3 separate regions of the Mus musculus genome follow, and regions 2 and 3 are each linked to region 1. A link is a contact called in public HiChIP or PLAC-seq data. All regions are on one chromosome and are shown on one strand. The core of a region is the stretch at or near the end of the contact, and the rest is flanking DNA. Distances in the headings are between cores, read along the strand shown.

What was found. HiChIP or PLAC-seq counts read pairs in DNA pulled down with a chosen protein or histone mark.
Region 2: a contact with region 1 is called in an H3K4me3 HiChIP or PLAC-seq map of bone marrow-derived macrophages, with 5 times the contacts expected there. The contact joins the enhancer-like site here to the promoter of Samd8 in region 1. A contact is called at or near these places in 7 of 39 promoter capture datasets (the C10 cell line, cranial neural crest, frontonasal cranial neural crest and 3 more), 2 of 15 datasets of contacts at CTCF or cohesin (large pre-B cells and stem cell-derived epiblast-like cells), 1 of 484 Hi-C or Micro-C datasets (large pre-B cells), 5 of 115 datasets of contacts at active chromatin or transcription factors (the 230-238 cell line, bone marrow-derived macrophages, embryonic stem cells and 1 more) and 5 of 9 other capture datasets (adipose tissue, embryonic stem cells, liver and 2 more).
Region 3: a contact with region 1 is called in an H3K4me3 HiChIP or PLAC-seq map of bone marrow-derived macrophages, with 2.6 times the contacts expected there. The contact joins the enhancer-like site here to the promoter of Samd8 in region 1. A contact is called at or near these places in 13 of 39 promoter capture datasets (the 3T3-L1 cell line, 3T3-L1-derived adipocytes, the C10 cell line and 9 more), 3 of 15 datasets of contacts at CTCF or cohesin (the NIH/3T3 cell line, pro-B cells and stem cell-derived epiblast-like cells), 1 of 484 Hi-C or Micro-C datasets (the CH12 cell line), 6 of 115 datasets of contacts at active chromatin or transcription factors (bone marrow-derived macrophages, embryonic stem cells, large pre-B cells and 1 more) and 2 of 9 other capture datasets (adipose tissue and macrophages).

The regions. Positions count from the first base shown.
Region 1 is chr14:21,749,281-21,751,980 of GRCm38.p6, forward strand. It overlaps Samd8 (sterile alpha motif domain containing 8), which reads left to right and starts at 1,251. Exons shown (of 6, transcript NM_026283.3): 1 at 1,251-1,500. The coding sequence starts at 1,327.
Region 2 is chr14:21,334,565-21,337,264 of GRCm38.p6, forward strand. The region is part of intron 7 of Adk (adenosine kinase); the gene reads left to right. Among named protein-coding and RNA genes, the nearest start is that of Gm52152, 83 kb to the right of the region's middle. Within about 2 kb of position 1,302, at least 20 of the 459 cell types and tissues checked have an H3K27ac peak or open chromatin away from gene starts, as enhancers often do.
Region 3 is chr14:21,298,579-21,301,278 of GRCm38.p6, forward strand. All of the region lies in intron 6 of Adk (adenosine kinase), which reads left to right. Among named protein-coding and RNA genes, the nearest start is that of Gm52152, 120 kb to the right of the region's middle. Within about 2 kb of position 1,378, at least 27 of the 459 cell types and tissues checked have an H3K27ac peak or open chromatin away from gene starts, as enhancers often do. A contact at or near this core is called in the CH12 cell line, bone marrow-derived macrophages and pro-B cells, where this site is marked.

The sequences.
Region 1 (2,700 bases), core at 1-2,500:
AAGGCTCTGAGAATCTTTGGACACTAGAACCACTTTTTAAACATTATTTTTATAATTAAAAATATTTTATTGGTACTGGAGAGATGGCTCAGTGGTTAAGAACACAGATAATACATGCAGGCAAACATTTATACATATAAAATAAGTTTTAAAATTATGTTTGAGTGCCTACAAATATGTATGTGGGCCACATGCATCCCATGCCTGCTGTATCCAGAAAGTGGGGGTGGGGGGTGGGTCTCCTGGAATTAGAGTTCTAGATGGTTGTGAGGTGGCATGTGGCATTGAACTTGAGGCATTGAGGTGAAAGGGTATTAAACCTGAGTCTCCAGCAAGAGCAGCAAGTGCTCTAACCACTGAGCAACACCTCTACCCCTATAGAAGCACGGGGACAAGAGAGTTCTCTGCCTACAAGGGCTGCAGGAGATGAGATGTTTTGCAGTGTCATGGAGCCCTTGAAGGTTCTGAGCATACTAGGCAGATTCCTGGCTGCCCCTGTTCTCCTCCTGTCCATCTTAGAATCTGCCCCCTTCTCCCTCAGAACTACCAAAGCCGGTCCTGCATTGTTCAAGAAAGTAGAGTCAAAGAGGGCTGAGATTTCAAGCTGCAGATGGCTTCAGACGTGGATTCTGCCAATGTTAGGCTTGCTTTAGAAGGGGATATTCCGTTAAGGTGGGGTATGGTAGTAGCAGGAAAGAACCCAGGTTCTGTCTGAGGTTAGCTTGGGCTTGGGTACCAGCTTGGATTAACTGTGCTACGTCAGGCTACAATGTTTCTTGACCTTTCTATGAGATCTACAGAGTTGAAACAATGATTTGAAGTATAGTCTCTAGCACAGTACAAAATCAAGGGGCAATAAACGGGGCTGGGCAGTGGTGGCACTCGCCTTTAATCTCAGCACTTGGGAGGAAGAGGCAGGTGGATCTCTGTGAGTTTGAGGCCAGCCTGGTCTACAGAGTGATGTCCAGGACAGCTGAAGCTACACACAGAGGAACCTTGTCTCGAAAACACCAAAGGTGGAAAAACAAATAAATGATGCAACTTGAGGACTGACTGAGAAGGGGTTTGCCCCTTCAAAGGGCTCAGGATAATAGCCTCTTCCTAGGCTCCAACCCCAGTCAACAACCCACAAGCCTTCTCCTATCTTCATTAAAACCCTTTGATGAATTATGCTTGGGCATGACGCAAGCGCTCTCCCCCTCCCCCTTGGGTTTCCCCTCCTCTTCCGGTTTTGGACCCGCCCCCTCCCCGTAGCGCCCCGCCTCCCGAAGCAGTTCCGGTTCGGCTGGCCGCTGCTGGCGGCACGGCTCCAAAGGGGCCGGAGCGATGCCCGCTGGTAGCCGAGCCGGCTCCCGCCTGCGCTCCGGCTCCCTCCCCCGGCCTTCGCGTCTGACTCTCAAGGCGCTGCGCCCCGCCTACGCGCCGAGGACCCCCGACTCCAACGGCGACTTAGACACCGGCTCCGAGCTGGGTCCCGGCAGCCCGGCTCCCACCGCGGAGGTGAGCGGGCGCCGAGGCTGATGAGAGGGGAGATTGGGGGGCGCCTGCAACCAAGGGTGAGTGGAGAGTCGGGGGCGCCAAGGGCCGCGGGGAGACGGTTGGGGAAGCCAGGGGAGGCCGCTCTGGAATGGAATCCGGAGAAAATCAGGGGGTTGAGCTGACCCGCGGGCAACAAGGGACGAGGCGCAGGGGCTGGGTCCTTGCTACCCGGCTAGGGGAGAAGGAACGTGCAAGAGGGGTCCCCGGAATCCAGACCTGGAGGAGGAGGTGCCCTGGGTTGTAGCCATAGAGATGAGGGATAGGGAGAGCTGGCCCCGGGCCTCCTGTAACCCGTAACCCGCATGAGGGCGAGGCAGCCGGGTGGGGACTGACAGCCACCTGACTCGGTGGGAATGGTGGCTGGTTTCGCAGGGCGGGAGTTAGGGTTGCCTGGAAAGAGGGAGGTGCTGTCGGGTGGGAAGGAGCTTGGCCTAAAGGTTAGAGAGGAAAAGTCCAGGGGAAAAAAAGGAGCCCTTGGGGATCTAATTTAGGGCCTTGGCTTTTTTACAGGTAAGTGTCTTTCAAGGTGTCAAAAATCTCTGGGTAGTGGATGACGGCTTTGGGGCTTGCCTGTTTGTGATCCCTTTAAGAAGCTAGATTGCGAGGGGCGGGTATGCATCGCTGATTCTCGTACAGGGACTGGGGGAGGCGATCGGAGAGAGGAAGTGATGTTCGTAGAGGGTAGTGATTTGTGAAAATAAAGATGTCACTCAGATTTCTTCTGACGCGAGTGGTTTCTTCTCCTCTGTGCTTCGTTTTTAAGAAGGTTCAGATGTCAGGCAAGTGTAAGTCTTTAGTACATTACCTTTAAATTAAAAAAATTAAATCTGCAAGGGGAATTTGGACGTTTGGATTTTACAGATAATTCAGTGCGAATTGTTAACACTTGAATACAGCTTGAGTTGGCCCGCATATTGGCCACAGGGTGGAAATATGGTCCGTGGAAATTCTTGGGTTTAAGAGGTCATTTACGACAAGAAGTGAAGCCACCCATAGTCCAGAATCCTACAAGATCGTCCCCATTGGTAACTCGAGGATTGGAGTTACCTCGTACAAAATTTGAAAGGTGATTTTAACAGCTTTTTCAGGATCAGTATTCTCTTGCTATTTAGCAGATTTTTTCCACATGAATGGAATTTTTTTTCTATCGTGATCAAGAAA
Region 2 (2,700 bases), core at 52-2,551, 410 kb before region 1:
TCTCCTCTGTTATCTTAAGTGGGCATTGTAGCAGCAATGAGATGGACTCTCATGGCAGTTTCAGCAGTTTCAATCCTCACTTCCCTGATGGCTAAGGATGTTGGATACTTTCTCAGAGTTTTATTGGCTGTTTGTATTTTTTGTTGTTGTTCTGACACAGGGACTCATGTGCCCTAGATTGGCTTTAAACTTGTTATGTATGAAGGATGACTTTGAACTCCTAATTTCCCTGCTGCTGCCCAGACACTAAGATTACAAGCCCATGCTACCACACCTTAATTCATCAGCCTGTCTACTGACTCAATGACTGGGGGGGGGGGGGGGGGGGGGTGTGGAATATTTAGGGCTTTTTTTCCCCCAGTTCTTTATATTTTTAGTATCTAGATATGAATTCCTTGATGTATAGTTGAAAGATGTTTTGTTGTTGGTTTTTGGTTTTTTGGGGTTTTGGGGTTTTTTTTTTTTTTTTTGGTTTTGGTTTTGGTTTTGGTTTTGGCTTTTTCCTGTTCTATAGGCTGTCTCCTCACTCTGGTAATTACTTATTTTGCTATGTGGAAGAATTTTAAAAGTTTTTTTTTTAATCACATTTATTTAGTGAGAGAGAGAGTGTGTGTTTCTGTGTGTGTGTTTGTGTTGTGTGTACACCATGCCGTGTGTTTGGAGGCCAGAGGACAATTTGTTGAACTCAGTTCTTTTCTTGAACCATGTAGGTCCCAGAGTGTGAGCTTAGGTCATCAGGCTTGGCATCAAGTGCCTTTACCCACTGATCCTTCTCACTCTCCCAGAAGCATTTTCATTTCGTGTAATCACATTTGTAGGTTCCTAGAGTTATTTTCCCTGCTTTGGAATCTTTTCCAGACATTCCCTGTCTACACCTATATGTTCTAGTATTTTACCTCTACCAGTTTCAGAATTTCAGCTCTTGTATTGGGTCTTTGATCCATGTATAATACTTTCTGTGCTGGAGTAAGTAGCCTTTGAGCATCTTGAAGTTACAATGCCTCGTTGCATTTCCAGATGTATGACAATTTTATGGTGAAGATAGACACACGGCATTCTGCAGCCAGGAGACTCTGATAATCATTGTCTTAGAGTAACTGATGTCAGAGCAATCACTTCTGACTCTCCCACAGTGTCCTTGCTTTACTCTGCCCGGGAAGGTGTAGAGAGACACCGCAGACAGGGCACTGACAGGTCAAAGCAGTGATTCCATACATGTGCAGGTTGGTGAGCCAACGTGGGTATGGGGAGTACTCGGCACTGAGGCAGCTGTGGTGTGAAGAACTCCACCTCAGCACGAGTGCATCTCTCAGTCCCCACGCTAGTCGGCCTTCCCCTCCAGTGCACACTATCACCTGCAGTGCTAGCCTGCAGCTGAACGAAGCAGGAGAGTGTGTCGAGCCTTTAAGGACCCTTGTCCCCTCCTGCTTCAAGGCGATGTTAATAGACCCAGCTCCTTGGTGGGATCTCCTATGGGTGATCACAGCTGCTCTGATTTAAGACAGCAATTGTCATGCTGTTCCCAGAGGACACTTCTTCTATAAATAGGCAGGCACTGCTTAGCTATGTTTTGTTCAGTAGTGGTCCTCTGAGACTAGAGGGAAAGTGACAGTCCTTATCATCTGGTGACTGCACAGGCATCATAGTGAAACACATTGTTCACTTGTTTATGGAGATGCTTGTGTAAATAAACCGACCAGGCATTCAAAAGTACAGCAGTTCTCCTGTGACTAGCCCATAACTTGATGATTGCGTCACCGCCGGCTTATGAATTTGCTGTACTGTACTTTAACAATGACTTTCAAACTGTGCATCTGCTTATTTAAACGTTTATTCTAATACCTGAATGTGTTATGCAGCAGCAGTTTTATGTATCTTTTATTTACTGCATCTCTCTTTTTTTTTTTTCTTCTTTTGTGGTGCTGGGGATTAAACCCAGGGCCTTTTGCATGCTAGCCAAGCTCTTTCCCTCTGAGCTGCATCCTCAGCTTCTTACTGTCTGTTGATTGCATCGAGTGATTGGCCTGTACCTTCAGGTTTGTGTAAGTACACTCTGTGATGTCCACACCATGCCAGCATCACCCCAGGATGCATCTCTCAGACCATACCATCAGTGAGCATGATGCATGCATGATGCAGTTCCGACAGTCCCAGCCACACCATCCCGAATGTCCCCCTGTAGTTGTCATGTCATTGTCCCTGGCTGTTTTAATGCAGTAGCTTCTTTTTTTTTTTTTTCTTTTTTTTTTATTAAATATTTTCTTCATTTACATTTCCAATGCTATCCCAAAAGTCCCCCATGCCCTCCCCCGCACTCCCCCTCCCCCTACTCCCACTCCCTGGCCCTGGCGTCCCCTGTACTGGGGCATATGAAGTTAATGCAGCAGCTTCTTGATGTCTGCCTTTTTCATTGTCTTAGGAGGTGGGGGTTCAGACAGGGTTTCTCTGTGTAGCCCTGGCTGTCCTGGAACTCACTCTGCAGACCAGGCTGGCCTCGAGCTCACAGAGTGTTAGGATTAAAGCTGCACACCACCACCACCTATTTTATTTTTTATGTAGACTTCCTTATATAGGAAGTGTATTTATGTAGAAATGTGACTGGATATAAAGGGGCAGACTTTGATGGTAAGGAACGAAGTGGAGGAATTCAATAAGGCTGTCTGATCAGGTTCTCCTGGTGTCTGCATGCAGAGATCAGGA
Region 3 (2,700 bases), core at 128-2,627, 450 kb before region 1:
TTTCTATTTATTTACTTAGTTTTAGTTTGTTCAGACTAGGTTTCTGTATGTAACGGAGCTTTGGCTGTCCTGTACGTAGGCTGACCTTAAACTCACAAAGATCTGCCTGCCTCTGCCTCCTGAGTGCTGGCATTATGTTGTGCACTTCCACACCTGGCCTCATTTCTTAAAGCAAAACTCAACTTTTAATGCATTACAGACAGTTGATTGAGCCAGGCAGAGTGGCTCTTACCTGTAATCTCAGCGCTCTGGAGACTGAAGTAGGAAAATTGCTGCAAGTTTGAGGCCACTGTGGGTAACAAAGTCAGACCAAGCTTTAAGCAAATAAAAGCCAGGAAGGAAAGAAAAAGGACAGGGTGGAACGGGGCTGCAGGAGGATGTTTAGCTGTCTGCCTGGGGTTCTGTTTGTAGCTTTGCTCATCACCCAGCACAGGAGCGGATCTAGAACAGCCCTTCTTAAATGTTCTCGAATGAGAATGTCCAGGCTAAATCCCTGGTGCCATCTCTTCCTAGCTGTGGTCTTTGAGAAGCCATTTGTCTTATGTGTCATGTGTCGGTGTCCTTAGTATCTAATGAGATTAAAGTGGTGCCTTTCCCCCCAGGGTTTTAGTTTTAGCTAAGTGGGTAAATATATGTGGAAGACTTGGGGAAGAGTCTACCTAGCCCACGATAACTGTCAAGATTATAGCTGATAGTGTGACACTATCCTTACTGCTTACTTAGTGCTGGACATTTGACTCTCCTGTACACATACATCCTGGACTATGCCTGCCCCTCACTAACTCTGCAATAAAACACTTGGTTAAATCAAATTTATTCATCTACGTTATGGGTGGGTGGGTGGGTGGATAGATGGATAGAGAGATAGATCATTGATTCATCCTTTGGGAGCTAAGTTCTTTTATACTCTTGTGATTTTTCTTTTGGAGTTTTGAAGTCTCTCATCTTCCTGTTTCTGTCGCCTCTCTGTGATCAGGGTGACTTATATACATGTGTCTCCTCGTAGCGCTAATTACTTTGTACAGAGTAACTGGTCAGCCACCCATTAACTCTTCCACTAGTGTTTCATGCCGTGTCTGCTTGCCCTGTTCGTCTTGAGGACCTTGCTTTTGAGACCCTTCATTCTTCTGCTCTAAGCATCCTCACAGCTCTAAATCCCCTTCGTGTCAGATCTGTGCTAAGTGTTCCATTGCAGGACTCCTACGTACATACTCTCCTCATTTAAATGTGTTGGTTTGGGTATTGGTTTGTTTTGGTTTTTGATAGCTTGCATTTCCCCCTCACTCTTCTTTCTGAGAAAGAATACAGGAAGAAAGAGTCTCTGAAACCTACATGTCTAACATTTCACTTCCTCATTCATGTGGCATTCTAGGAAGAAATACATCTCTTCTGGAGTCTTGAGATCGTTGCTCTGTCATATTTTAACAGTAACTTCTTTTGGGAAGTCTAACTTCTTTCTCCCCCTCCTTCAGCCTTTGTAGTTCCTCTGCCTTTCCCCTAGCGTCTGTGTGTTTCTAAAGAATTCATCATAACTGACAACAGCGTAGGGGTTGTTTTCCTCATTATGCTTTTTAGTTTATCAATTCCTATAAATTTATTGCTATTCTGGAAAGTGCTTTTCATGAAATTTAACTTCCTTGGGTTAATCTCTGTCCCATTTTTTTCCTTTGCGGTTATTCTCTCCACCACCACCCCCCCCCCCACACACACACACACACACACACACATCTGTTAGGTAGCAAGACAGGAAGGTCAATGAGGATGGTGCTTTTACTCTCTGCACCTTTTGGTTAGTAGTCTAACTTTCATCGGTTGCTGGAAGGGTGGGTGGGTGGATGGACAGACATAAGAGCAGTCTCCCACTCTCTTTCTCCTTCTTTCCCCTCTCTCACAGTGAGTGGACACAGGCCCTCCCCTTGCATCCTCCTCCCTGTTTACTTCCATGATTTCTGCTCTGTCGCGAAATACAGCAGGGCCTTTTGGTACCAGAAGGCTTAGTGCTGTGTGAGTGTAAGAGCTATGAATCTCTCACTCTGGGATTCACTGGAGGTTTCTACTTGTTTGCTTTGGGGGTTCTGTTGTTGAGGTTGTTTTTAAGAGATGTTTTTGTACATAGAATTAATGGTCCTTGTCCTCCTTTTGGTTTTTTGTTTTTGTTTTTTTCAGTAGGAAATGAATTAGGTGGTAGCCATTGTGCTAATTATCTGGATTCCCTCAACCTTACCGTATTTTTTTAAACTATGCACTGACTGTTTTCCCCCATTTTATTCTGAAAAGACTTAATTTTAGAAAGTGTTCAGTGATTACTGTCCATAGTGGCACTGCCTTTAGTCAGGACGTAAGATGCAGAGGCATGCAGTTCAAGGCCACCCTGGTCTTCATACAGAGTCCCAGTTCAGCCATAGCTACGTAGTTAAGAGAGATCCTACGTTTAAAAAGAAAAAGTGTGGCAGGAGAGATGGCTCAGAGGTAAAAAGCACTGGCTGCTCTTCCAGAGGTCCCAGGTGTGAGTCCCAGCAGTCACGTGGCAGCTCACAGTCACAGGGAATCTGATGCCCACACAGGCAGATGTGCAGGCAAAACACCGATGCACATGAAATAGAAATAAATGTGAGGAGGAGGGGGAGAAGGGAGAGGAGGAGAAATAGTGTTCCGTGAGTATCCTCCTGGACTTGGAGGGCACTGCACTCACGTGCACAG